2 separate regions of the Sus scrofa genome follow, and region 2 is linked to region 1. A link is a contact called in public Hi-C data. All regions are on one chromosome and are shown on one strand. Each heading gives the region's core, a stretch centred on a gene start, on an enhancer-like site or on the middle of the called end of the contact. The rest is flanking DNA. Distances are from core to core; before and after follow the strand shown. Region 1 holds the start of MAST4 (microtubule-associated serine/threonine-protein kinase 4). Region 2 overlaps MAST4 (microtubule-associated serine/threonine-protein kinase 4).

What was found. Hi-C and Micro-C count contacts between places; a contact is called where the count stands out from the background.
Region 2: a Hi-C map of skeletal muscle shows a contact between it and region 1, with 5 times the contacts expected there. The contact joins the enhancer-like site here to the promoter of MAST4 in region 1. A contact is called at or near these places in 4 of 47 Hi-C or Micro-C datasets (adipocytes, heart right ventricle, liver and 1 more) and 1 of 2 datasets of contacts at active chromatin or transcription factors (skeletal muscle).

The regions. Positions count from the first base shown.
Region 1 is chr16:44,971,095-44,973,794 of Sscrofa11.1, forward strand. It overlaps MAST4 (microtubule-associated serine/threonine-protein kinase 4), which reads left to right and starts at 1,425. Exons shown (of 29, transcript XM_021076752.1): 1 at 1,425-2,400. The coding sequence starts at 2,062.
Region 2 is chr16:45,081,218-45,083,917 of Sscrofa11.1, forward strand. The region is part of intron 1 of MAST4 (microtubule-associated serine/threonine-protein kinase 4); the gene reads left to right. Among named protein-coding and RNA genes, the nearest start is that of MAST4, 110 kb to the left of the region's middle. Within about 2 kb of position 1,299, at least 21 of the 83 cell types and tissues checked have an H3K27ac peak or open chromatin away from gene starts, as enhancers often do. A contact at or near this core is called in liver and skeletal muscle, where this site is marked.

The DNA of each region.
Region 1 (2,700 bases), core at 175-2,674:
AAGTCACTACGACTGTCCTTTTGCCTCAGCAGGTCATCACAGCCCCACAGATAATTCCCAAGTGTCACAATGGAAGCCTGCCAGCCAGAACTGTTTTGCAGTATGCCTGTCTGTGGCAATGAGGTCACATCATATTTCCTTCCCCTTCATCTTGGGGGAGGAAACTGATTGGGACAAAGCTTGCTGTCCAACATGATGAAGCACTTTGTATGATCTATCACTTGTAAATGCCGTGATAGCATAAGAGGACTCATTAGCTGAAGGGCTTTCAACTCGAGTCCTCCAGTTCTTAAGGACCTTTGGCAAAACTGTTCTGACAAAGGGAAATCTAAGATTCTTGAGGTCTTCTGAGCTTAAGGACCTGAACTGTTTTTCTGTAACTTTTCCTCCTCCCCCCCCCCATGGCACATTGTTCCTGTAGCACCACCACAGCTTTTGAAAATTAATAATGGAGCTATATTATGCAGCATCAATCTCTTGCTTGACCAGAAGCTCCTCAAGGGCAGGGGACCTGCCTTATTCATCTTTGTATCCCCTGCAAGCACTGGGTACACATCTCAATCAATGTCTGTGGAATTGAGTCTGGCTGAATTTATATCCCAGGTCAGCAGTGCCAGAGCTCAGAATAGGATGAGAGCTAAAGGCAAGGGAGGAGTCATCTATTTTCCACTGCTGTTCTGTTTTCTTCAGGTCACCCCACCACACTGAAGGCCACCCAGGGAGGACCTTAAGGTGGTTCTACTGGTGCCCTTTGTGAAAGTGCTTTCTCCTAGTTCTTAGAGGTAAGGAAAATCAAGGAACCAGTCCCATATCTTGCTGGTTTACAGTCCGGGGCTAGGAGAAAGTAAAGAGGAAATGTGACTTCTTTTCATCCTCTGCTTTGTTGATGTGGAGAGTCAGGCAATGGTGGGCCCTGAAGCCCTCTCTAATTCAGCATTGGATCTGGCACAATACTGGCCATATTCTTAGCCCCAGTTAAATATAGGAGCATAATTTATTATTTCCCTCCCTTTCAAAAGGTACATGCCCTTAACTTTTTAATTTCCAAACAGAAATAAAGACAGAAAATAGTCTTATGAAAACAGTCTGTGTGTCCAAGCCAGGCAGTTTGTTGAAGCTTCATATATATATATATATATTTGTTCTAATTCTCCCCATAGGGAGACAAGACAGGTACAACCGTTTCCATTTCCAGCTGAGGACACTGAAGCCCAAGGAGCTAAACTGGAGAATCCGGGATCAGAGATCAGCTCCGTTTGAATCCATTCAACTATATTCCGTGAAGTTTCCCCTTTTCTCCTACAGCACGCTGATGGGCACACGTGTGTGCGTGACTGTGTGTTTGTTTCCTTTTACCCGTTAAGCCCTATTTTTCCTTCTGGCCAGTTTCCTCGATTCCACTTTTTAGAAACAAAAGTCCACTTCTTCTCCAAGGTCTCACCGCCTCCGCGTCCATCTTCCCCTGGTGTTTCCAGGACCGCCACCCACTTCTCGGCTAAATTCGGAGTCCCAACCTTTGGCTGCGATTCCTGGTTCTCCCTCCCTCCAAGGTGCAGGTTCCGGATCTAGTCCCCCAGCTCCAGCGCTCCCGCGGGACCCAGCAATTCACGCCTCGGCCCCGCCTCCCCTACCTGACGCCGGTGCGCCTGGGGCGCCGCAGCCTCCGCCCACCGGCGCGCCTGCCCTACCATTGGTTCCCCCGGCTGCCCGTCTTTTTCGCCGGCCCCGCTCAGTCCCGGAGGCAGGTTTTGCTGGAGAAGCCGCAGTCCTGGCTGCTCCGGCGCCGTGCGGGAGGACTGTGGAGTGCAGAGCGCTGACCCGCGCCGGCATGTCCCCTCGCGTGGGAGCTTCCGTCGGCCTCCAAGCTCAGGCGGCTACTAACTTGGCGGCGGGTTCCGGCGGCCCGGCCGCGGCCATGTAGTAGCCAGCGGGGCTCCCCGCAGCCCGGGAGCGGCAGCGAGAGCGAGCCGGCGCCCAGCAGTCCGCGGCTTCCCTGGGAGGCGCTAAGTGCGCGCCGCGCCCCCTCCGCCCCTTGGCTCACACTTTGGGCCCGAGAGGGAAATGGGGGAGAAAGTTTCGGAGGCGCCGGAGCCAGTGCCCCGCGGCTGCAGCGGCCACGGTGCTCGCACTCCCGTCCCTGCGGCGGCCGCCGCGTCCTCGCCGGGCGCTTCCTCAGCGGAGTCCTCCTCAGGTTCAGAAACTCTGTCGGAGGAAGGGGAGCCTGGCTTCTCTCGCGAGCAGTCGCTGCCGCCGCCGGGCGGCGCCCGGCCGCCCGCCGCGTGGGCTCCCGCGCGAGGGGTGCCCGAACGTGGAGTCCCCGCGCCGCCGCCGCTCCCCGGAGGAACCGCGCCACCCGCGACCCGGGGCAGCAGCGCATCCCAGGAGGAGCAGGAAGAGGAGGTGGGCCACGCCTTCCCACATCTTGGCCCCTCTGGTCCGCCTGCCAGGCGACCCCACCTAACCATCCCGCACGCGGGCGGTGGGCAGAGCGCATTGGAGCGTGGAGAGGGGAAGGGACCCCAGGGCTCTGTCCCGAGCCCGGGATAATGACAGGAGACGCTCTGTGGGTCCTTGATTTCCCCGTGGCTGGTGTGTGTGTGTGTGTACGTGTGTACCCCTGTGCAGCCTGAGAGCGTGCTTTTACAGTGTCAAAGCAGCAGACTCCTTAAGGTGTGGATTTGCTACGCTGGGTTTGAGATT
Region 2 (2,700 bases), core at 49-2,548, 110 kb after region 1:
TGTGTGTGTGTGTTTTAGGGCCACACTTGTGGCATATGGAAGCTCGTTGGCTAGGGGTCGAATCAGAGCTGTAGCCGCCAGCCTACGCCACAGCCACAGCAATGCCAGATCCAAGCTGGGTGTGTGACCTACATGGCAGCTCACAGCAATGCCGGATCTTTAACCCCCTGAGCAAGGCCACAGATCAAACCCGCATCCTCATGGATCGTAGTCAGGTTCGTTAAACCCTGAGCCATGGAGAGAACTCCTTGAGAGCAATATTAAAACCAGTCTCATATCAACATAATAATGCTGGCTCTTGTCCACGAGAGGTTTTTGTCTGGAAAAAAGGAATCACCAGAGTGTCTGAAAACGTCCACTTAGTGACTTCTAGCTTTGTGATGCCTGCTCTCTCTGAGCCACCTTAGGTTCTTGTGGGGGTTGCAGTAAAGCGATTTTAAGCTTTAGGAAATGAGGTGTTCCACCAAAGTTGGTGCCGTACAGGCCTGTGGACTGTGAACCATTTCAACCTTGTGACTGACTTGCTTTTTCAGCCTGGCTTTTTCTAGTTGTCTACCATACAGCCTGAAACTCTCGGCTCCAAAAATATAACACAAGAAGAAAGTGCTTGTTTTCTGCTGCCTCTCTCCTTTCTTGTGTGAAGTCAGGCCTCATAGAGTTGGTGAGATCCATCTCTGCTTTGGCCCTGATGTTAATGCTTCTAGTTGAGCTTCTCTGAATTTATTAATTTTAGTTATAGAAACCATGTGACTTTGCATTCAGATTCATCTGGATCTGATTTTACTGGAGGAAGCAATGGCTATTTTTTCTTTCTTTTTTTTTTTTCTGCAGGCAGGGAAATATTTTGTGTTTCTTTTTAAACTCTCCTCTGGTATATGGAGTTAGTTATGTTTGACGATATATATCATATCAAGGTCAAAGTGTTACCGCTTTTATTCTTTTTTGACTTGATAAGAACAAAAGAGGACACTGTAGCAGCCTCTTGACCTTGTTAGGTGGGCAGAGCTTTTCTCACTCATCATTTTTGTTCCCCTTCATCTTTCTTCCCGAGACATGAGTTTTCCTGAGCCCAGTGTAATTTCTCCACTAAATTCTTAATCTACTTTGGATAATAGAAAATAGTAGATTGAATTTTTGGAAGAAGAGGAATTCCAGGTATAGAGTCTTTGTATTTGCAAAAAGATATCATCTTCCTTCTGCCTGAAGCACTGGTTTATTTTTGTTCGCCAGAGACCTCGTTCTTCCTGTTTCCAAGTCGACTTTTTGGGTTTGGTCGGCGGCCTCCTTATCTTTGTTCCTTTCCTCGCTGTGTGAGAACAGCCAAGCTCTGAGATCACTCCCAGTCAGTGCTGCCCCAAGAGGCACTTATTTTGTGAGTCATTTGGATCTAATGATTAAAAAGGAAAAAGAGCATGTAGTTTACTTTTTTTAAGGAAAAAAAAACCCTTTTGTTGATAAATAGTATTTGGAGACAAGCGTATACATATTGTATGTATACACTTGGATGAGTTTCCATGGAACACGTTTGCCTGTATAACGCACACCCGTAGTAAGGGACTCTTTCTCCAGATGCCCCCTCAGCCCTCTTCACGTCAGTGGGGGATGACTTCACTTCCTGTGGGTGACTGCTGTCCTGACCTGTGCATTAGCCTGTTTGTGACCTTGATGTGAATGACATCATGAAGCATGTCCCATGATGTGTTGCTTCACTTACTAAACTCTGTGTCCGTGAGAATCTTGTTTCTTGTTGTGTGCAACAGTAGCTTACTCTTTCTCATTTCTATGTAGTATCCCATTGCATTCATTTCCTGTTGCTTTGCAACAAATTATTCTAAAACTACTGGCTTTAAAGGACCCGTCTTATTTCTTTCACAGATGTGCTGTGAGAGCACGAAGTCCTTTTCGCTGGGCTGATGTCCATGTGTGGGCGGGCCTCCTTCCCTGTTGTAGGCTCTGAGGGGAGAATCCCTCTCCTTGTCTCCTCCAGCTCCAGTGGCCATCTGCATTCCTCAGCTTGTGGCTGCTGCTTCCATCTTGAAAGTATTTCACTGCAATATCTGCCTCCCTTTCATATCACCTCTTCTGTCATCAGATCCCCCTCTGCCTCATACACATACACACACGCTTATCCACACACACAAATATGTGATGCTTGTATGTACATCTGGGAGTCAGTCATTTGGTAAGTATAAGTTCAACCTTTAGAGTTGAGGCCAAACAGGTTTCCAAAGCAGTCGCAGCAATTTAGGCTCCTCCTAGAAGTGTAAGGGAGTGCTAGATAGCTTTTATCAAGAACAGACCATAGTTTGAACCTGATAGCTTTGCTTCACAATTGAACTCATTGATAGACAACCTCCCACCCCTGCATTTCAGACCCTTTTCTTATAATCCAGGATTTCCCAAAGTGTATTTATGTGAACAGAGTCCTGAGAGAGACCCCTGTAGGAGAAAAGCTTTCTTTTATCAAATGAATTGGAGAAATCGTGGTTCCTGCTGGGAGATTTACTTTGTAGATGAATTTGTGAAATGTTTTAAGCCTGTTCAGTTAGTTTCACCTTTATTTGACTTAAGTTTTCTAAGTGAATTTAACTTTGACTCAGTTTCCCTGTTTTGAGGTCTCAGAGAAAAAGTTCCAGAGAATAACCTTTGAAAATTCTGGAATAGGCCATAACTCAGGATTTTTTTTTTTTTTAAGACTTG